Linked DNA regions of Acanthopagrus latus: region 2 is linked to region 1. The links are chromatin contacts, called in public Hi-C maps. All regions are on one chromosome and are shown on one strand. Each heading gives the region's core, a stretch centred on a gene start, on an enhancer-like site or on the middle of the called end of the contact. The rest is flanking DNA. Distances are from core to core; before and after follow the strand shown.

Evidence for each region. A called contact is a pair of places that touch in the nucleus more often than the background predicts.
Region 2: a Hi-C map of liver shows a contact between it and region 1, with 2.3 times the contacts expected there. The contact joins the promoter of p4ha3 here to the promoter of LOC119005623 in region 1. A contact is called at or near these places in 2 of 4 Hi-C or Micro-C datasets (liver and muscle).

What each region holds. Positions count from the first base shown.
Region 1 is chr2:8,243,244-8,246,183 of fAcaLat1.1, forward strand. It overlaps LOC119005623 (integrin-linked protein kinase), which reads right to left and starts at 1,278. Exons shown (of 13, transcript XM_037073409.1): 1 at 1,123-1,278. It overlaps rrp8 (ribosomal RNA-processing protein 8), which reads left to right and starts at 2,256. Exons shown (of 8, transcript XM_037073400.1): 1 at 2,256-2,456; 2 at 2,567-2,676. The coding sequence starts at 2,572.
Region 2 is chr2:8,421,231-8,424,320 of fAcaLat1.1, forward strand. p4ha3 (prolyl 4-hydroxylase subunit alpha-3) reads left to right here and starts at 1,529. Exons shown (of 14, transcript XM_037074912.1): 1 at 1,529-1,612. The coding sequence starts at 1,559.

The sequences.
Region 1 (2,940 bases), core at 28-2,527:
AAATTTCTGTACTTCTTTATTTTTTCCTTCAGTGATTAAATGAAATATATCAGCAATTTCAGTCACCTATCAGTGAAATAAGAAAAAGAAAACCACACATTATGCACTAACATCCTCTCAGTTCTGATGATTTACAGCTTTTCTCTGTCATATATGACATGTTTAACTGATAGTAAATTTGGGTCATTGATCAGACAAAACAAGCCATTTGAAGATGTCAGCAGGTTCTTAGATATCAAATCCGACATTTTACACATAAAAAACAAAAACAAAAACACAATCAGTAGATTAATGTGATAATGACATTCATTGTTATGTGAGCCCTAATTTGATAATCAAGATGTAAGACACAATTTCATTAAAAACAGTTGATTCAGGAACACAATGTTCATATGAGTATATGACTCGTTGGCTGAATAAAAAGCAGAATGCAAGTCTTTATTGATAGCAACATGTTATGACTGGGTTAACAAATGTAGCATGACACCTAGCAAAGACCTGGGATTAAAATCTTGACTTTACATTAAGGTAACTATTATCATGCATGAAAGAAAACACTGCAAACTCACTGTCTAAATAAACCAAGCACTCATAATGAGAAAGATTAGGCAGATGATGACTGAAACTGCAGCTTAAGTTTAAATACATCCGGACCTGTAGGTTGACTCTGTAATTCAGCAGGATTTGCTCATGTAGTTAACATAAACACTGCAACAATCCGGTGTGACAGTTGTGACTTCACCGTTAACTGTTCACAGCCTCCACAGCAGTCTGACTAGCTGCGCTGCTATCCGGCTAACACATGAGAACAGTTAGCTCGTTTAAGTTAGCTAGCAGGTGATCCCTTCCACTTCTCTCTGGCTGTGCTATCGCGTTCTTCCATTTACACCAAATTAACTCGAAGTGGCTCAATTAGCTTCACACATTAGCTAGCATCCTCTGGTTGACCAAATGACACACAGGCAGGTTTGGCTAACAAGCTAACCAACTTGCCCCCCAACCCCAACCCCCCTTGACGTCGCGGACTGCCTCCGTTTCTCTCATTTGACGCTGACTTCACTGAGATGGACGCTGGTAAAACACAATGTCGAGGTTTGACAATAAATACGCCGATGAACCTACCAGGTGTGTCGGCCTGCTGTGGCGTGATGCAGTTTAGAGAGAGCAGAAGTTATTAGCAACGTTGTGTTGTGTCCTGGGGTTTGAGTGCTGTGGGTCGTCCACACCCTCACCGCCCGCCGTACGTACGTGGTGGTAACGTGTAGTGGAGGGAGAGAAGCGCCCCGCCCCCTACAGGCCGTGGAGAGAACTGCAGGAAGTCAGATATTCACAGCCTCAGGTCACAGTTTTTTTTATATTACAGTTATTTGCATGTCGTCACACATCTCTTATAGCATTATGATAATACGTCCTGTTATATTATATGCCATCTCTCACTGGACCATCCCACAGAGTCTCTTAGCAGCTTTGGCTCGAGTATGCAACTAGGGATATTTTTTCTATCTTGTCATTTCTGTACAGCTCTCCCGACTTTATTTATCAATCATCCCACACATCCCACATGTCTGTGTTTGTTTATATTGTTTGTACTGTGTATATATAATAGTCAACGTTTGCTTATTGTTTATTGTCTTCAGGGCATGCACCTCACCCACCAAGACAAATTCCTCGTTGGTGTAAAATCTTTCTTGGCAATAAATCTGTTTCTGATTCTGATCTAGTCCTACAAAACAGATCTATCTATAATGCTTGTTAGTTTGTATTTTAAAGTTTGTTAAAACATTAAAACTGTATCCCCAGTGGTGAAGTATTTTTAGCCTTTACAGATACTTTGTTACAAGTAAAAGTCCTACATTGACAAAGTATGTGAGTATAATCATGAAAATGTAGTAAAAATTTCAAAAGTAAAACTTGTGCAGAAACAATGCCCCAGTGAATGTCATACTGTTTTGTCATTAGATTATTATTACACTTGCACAGGTGCATAAACAGTTTTGTTGATGCTGATTGAGTTAAAGCTTATTATTTGAGCTATTCTGTGTAGGAATACAGTTATTAGTTATTTACATTAAGGATTCATCTGCTGATTCTTTTCTTTTTTTCAAATATTCGATATCTTTTATATTTTTAGCAATGTTTTTATTTGTTCAATTAAATAAAGTATGAAATTCAAAGACAGTAAAAGTTGATTAAAAATTTTTAAATCAACATAATTGCTAAAAACTTCCTGTCCCATAATCCTCTGGTGTGCTGTCGTCATCCACGTGCGCCTGTAATTCTGTTTTGCTTCCTTCGCGCACATGAGCAGAACCAACGTGGCTTTTGCTCTTGACAAGACATTTCTGCAGATGTTAACAGTCGCTATCTGTTCGTTAAAGAAAACATTATTGAACAAACAATAAAACACGCAGTCGGTGAAGTGAAGCAGTTTGTTTCGGCGCCTCGGAGACGAACAGGTGAGTGAGTTAGCAGAGTTAGCTTGGTGAAGGAGTAGAGAAGTGACAGTAGCAGGGTGGTCCTCTGGATCTCCAGCAGTGGTTTACAGGTGTGTGTTTGTTTCTTACAGTCAGCATGTTTAATGAGGATGAAGACTGGAGTGACGAAGAAGACGCTCAGGCTCTGAGCAAAGCTGTCCTGAAGAATACTCAGAAGAATAACAGCAGCGCTAATGTCAAGGTGAGAAATACCTTCAGTTTAGTTACCTGCTGCAAGAGAGGCACAGACACTGTTTCCATACCGTCCTTTAATGGTGTGTACTACATGGCTTTATTCAGTTGTGGAAAGTAATTTAGTATGTTTACTCAGTCACTGTGCAAACGTGCAATTTCGAGGTACTTGCTTGTACTTTAGTATTTCCATGCTATATACCTTTACCTCTCCACATTTACAATTCAGCATTTCTTTCAATGGCTTCCACATCATGTGACCCAGTGACTCTGA
Region 2 (3,090 bases), core at 279-2,778, 180 kb after region 1:
TAAGAGTTATTAATGAGATGAATATTTAATAAACATGTTTTTCTTTCTTCCCAGCTGTAGGCAGTCATGTTCGTTATTAGATGTTATTGCAGAATGTGGGGAGACATTAAAGTGTAACACTGTCATAACAGTCCTTAAAAAACGGTAAATAAGTAGTTTATTAAACTTAAGTTAATATTCAACAAACTGTTCACTGATAATGAACAACAACACGCTTTATGAACCATTTACTAAGCAGCTGTTTGTTTGTAAAGTTGCAACTGATGTTTAAAAACCTTTACAGTTGTTTAAATAATTAACCAGGTATGAAAGTAATTAATTACAGCTGCTCAAAGTATTGTAATTAAGTCATTTGTTTGGTTACTTTTTAGGTAGTAGTTGTTTTTTAAATATGTAATTTTAAGTTGACATTTCACCATGTAATCTGCTTACTAGTTACTTTAAAAATGACAAGTAAAATTTGGATTAATATCTAAATCATTAATTTGCATTTTTTTTGTAGCCAATAAGGCATTCTGAACTTTAGGGTGTTTTGTTTTTAACTTATCAAATATGCATTTATGCTGCACTCTGCTGCGAAGCTGCTAAATTGACTTTTACCGTTTTTACCTATTTAAGTGAATAAGTAGTATGTGATTAGTATGTTTGTTTGATATAGCACCTTTCACAAAATTTAACAAGTAAAATCAATCAAACCATAGAAACAACAAAAACACATCACAAAAATACACATTTTGCAACACTAAATAGCAGCAATGACAAATGAAGATCTATCTATGAAAAACCTTTCTTCAAACTTAACTACTTATTACTCCATCCTTCTATTTTATCAAACTCATCAGGGTCATCATATTAACAGAAATTCTTGTTATCCACTGCTGAGAAGTTCTGAGAAAATGTGATGTCATAATAAATCATTGTTTCGTCTCTGCTGGTTCTCCATCATGCTTTAAAACTTTGGTTGATTTGATCAGGAAAACAGGTTTTAAATTGAATTCTGTGTGATATTAAGGTCTTTAATGTACAATTCAAGACTCTCTTTTTATTTAGATAGCTATATCATGTTGAATATCATTAAAAAGAAGAAGGAAGAGCTCCTTCATCTTGTGCTGTTTAAACTCGAGCACTCCAGACTTATTCTTAGTCTCAAATTTTACTTGGTCAGCTGTGCAGAAACCCTGTAAAACATTTACCAACTTCATATATCATTCTAATCGAACTACAGACTTATGAAACGTGTCAATAAGAGAACAAGAATTAATGATTGATGACTCGATTAAACCTCAGGTGACCTCATGAAAGCAGCTGTGACACTTTTGTTTCGTGTGTGCGTTGGCACAGTTTTTTGCTTCATAGATCTGCAGCTGTTAAACATAAACCAGGCAGTTACCGTGATTCTGTGCCAGCAGCATCAATAGTGATTACACAACTGAGTGAGTCAGTTTAAGGCACCCTACATAAAGTTCGGCCATTCAAAAAGTATGTTAGCTGATTGAGCAGGATTTCTGATTAACTGTGGCTGGGATGGCAGGCAAGATCATGTTTTTGGCCCTCTGTGATGCTCACTGATTCATTTATATTACAAACACATAGAAGCATCAGATCACAAAAGGTAATGTTTGTTTAAAACACCTCTTGTTGATTTATATACTGGTATTTTAAAGCACAAATCAGTGTGCTCACTGCTCCTGGGTGCAAAACCGCTGCATGAAAGTGTATTCAATCACAGTGCCATAAGTTCAATGACCAAATTGCAAGAAGCTGCAATCTTTTTATTAAAGATTAAATGTAGGACAAAACCAGTTTATAATTGAGCACTTTGATTTGCTGACCTGCAAGTCATGTTGTAACAAACATGTTTTCTTACAACATGACCTGCAGGTCAACATGACCTGCATGAGTTAAATAAGGGAACTTGGGATCCATTTTTTATCTTAAACTGGGAATATCTTAAACTTGCTTTAATGTAACATTATGATGCAAAGGTTGATCACAGGACGTGATGTCTGTAGAGTAATGACACCATCAGTGCTCAGACTGACCTGCAGGTCATGTTGTAAGGAAACATGTTGTAAACAAACATGTTTTCTCACAACATGACCTGCAAAACATGTTTGCTTGGGACAGAACCCTCAATTTGCCACATCATCATGTTTTTAATAGTTTTTTTCAGTGAAAATTAAAATTTCCATACAAATAAGATCGCTAATCAAAAATTGTATCACATGGGCAACAAATAATAATATGATTTTTTTGACCATATCATGAAATCCCAAGAAGAAGCAAGCTACCCTGAATGTTTATTTGTAGATCACACCATTTATTTATTTTATCATTAAGTCAATTATAAAACGAGCATCCGTTTTGTGTGAAAATATCAGAATGGTAACCTTTAAATTCTCTTTTATACTGTTTAGTTTTTATCATGCATCTCTCCACCTCAACACCTCCCACTGTGTTTGAATCAGGGCGGCCCAAAGTGTGGCCCGTGGACCCAGGTTGGCCCGACATAAGGACGCTGGCTCGCCAAATTAAAATTAATTTATAGAATGTAATCATCTAATGTAATTTGCAAAAGAATGTAAATGCCCTTTAAATATTAAGGATCCCTAATTATTAATTATGTTCCATTATCAGTCACAATGGGCAGAGTAAAACTTAGAACATGCATGAGTTAAATAAAGGAAATTGGGATCCATTTTTTATCTTAAACTGGGAATATCTTAAACTTGCTTTAATGTAACATTATGATGCAAATGTTGATCACAGGACGTGATGTCTGTAGAGTAATGACACCATCATTGCTCAGACTGGCTCTCTATCAACCTCTTCCTCTATCATATCGGATCTGTCATCAGGCACGAAAATGAAGACTGAGTGGCAAATTGGTTCAAAAGTCGTCTGTTTCCAGTTTTACAAGACAGTACATCAGATGCTGATCAGTGGCCGACCATTAAGTTTCAGTTTTGGCCCTCCAGGAGAGTTTTTTATAATTATCATTTATAATAATAATAATAATTCTCTCCTCTTCCTCGTATTTTTTTTTTGAAGACACAATAGATTAATGAAGTTGCTAATAAAGATTCTAGA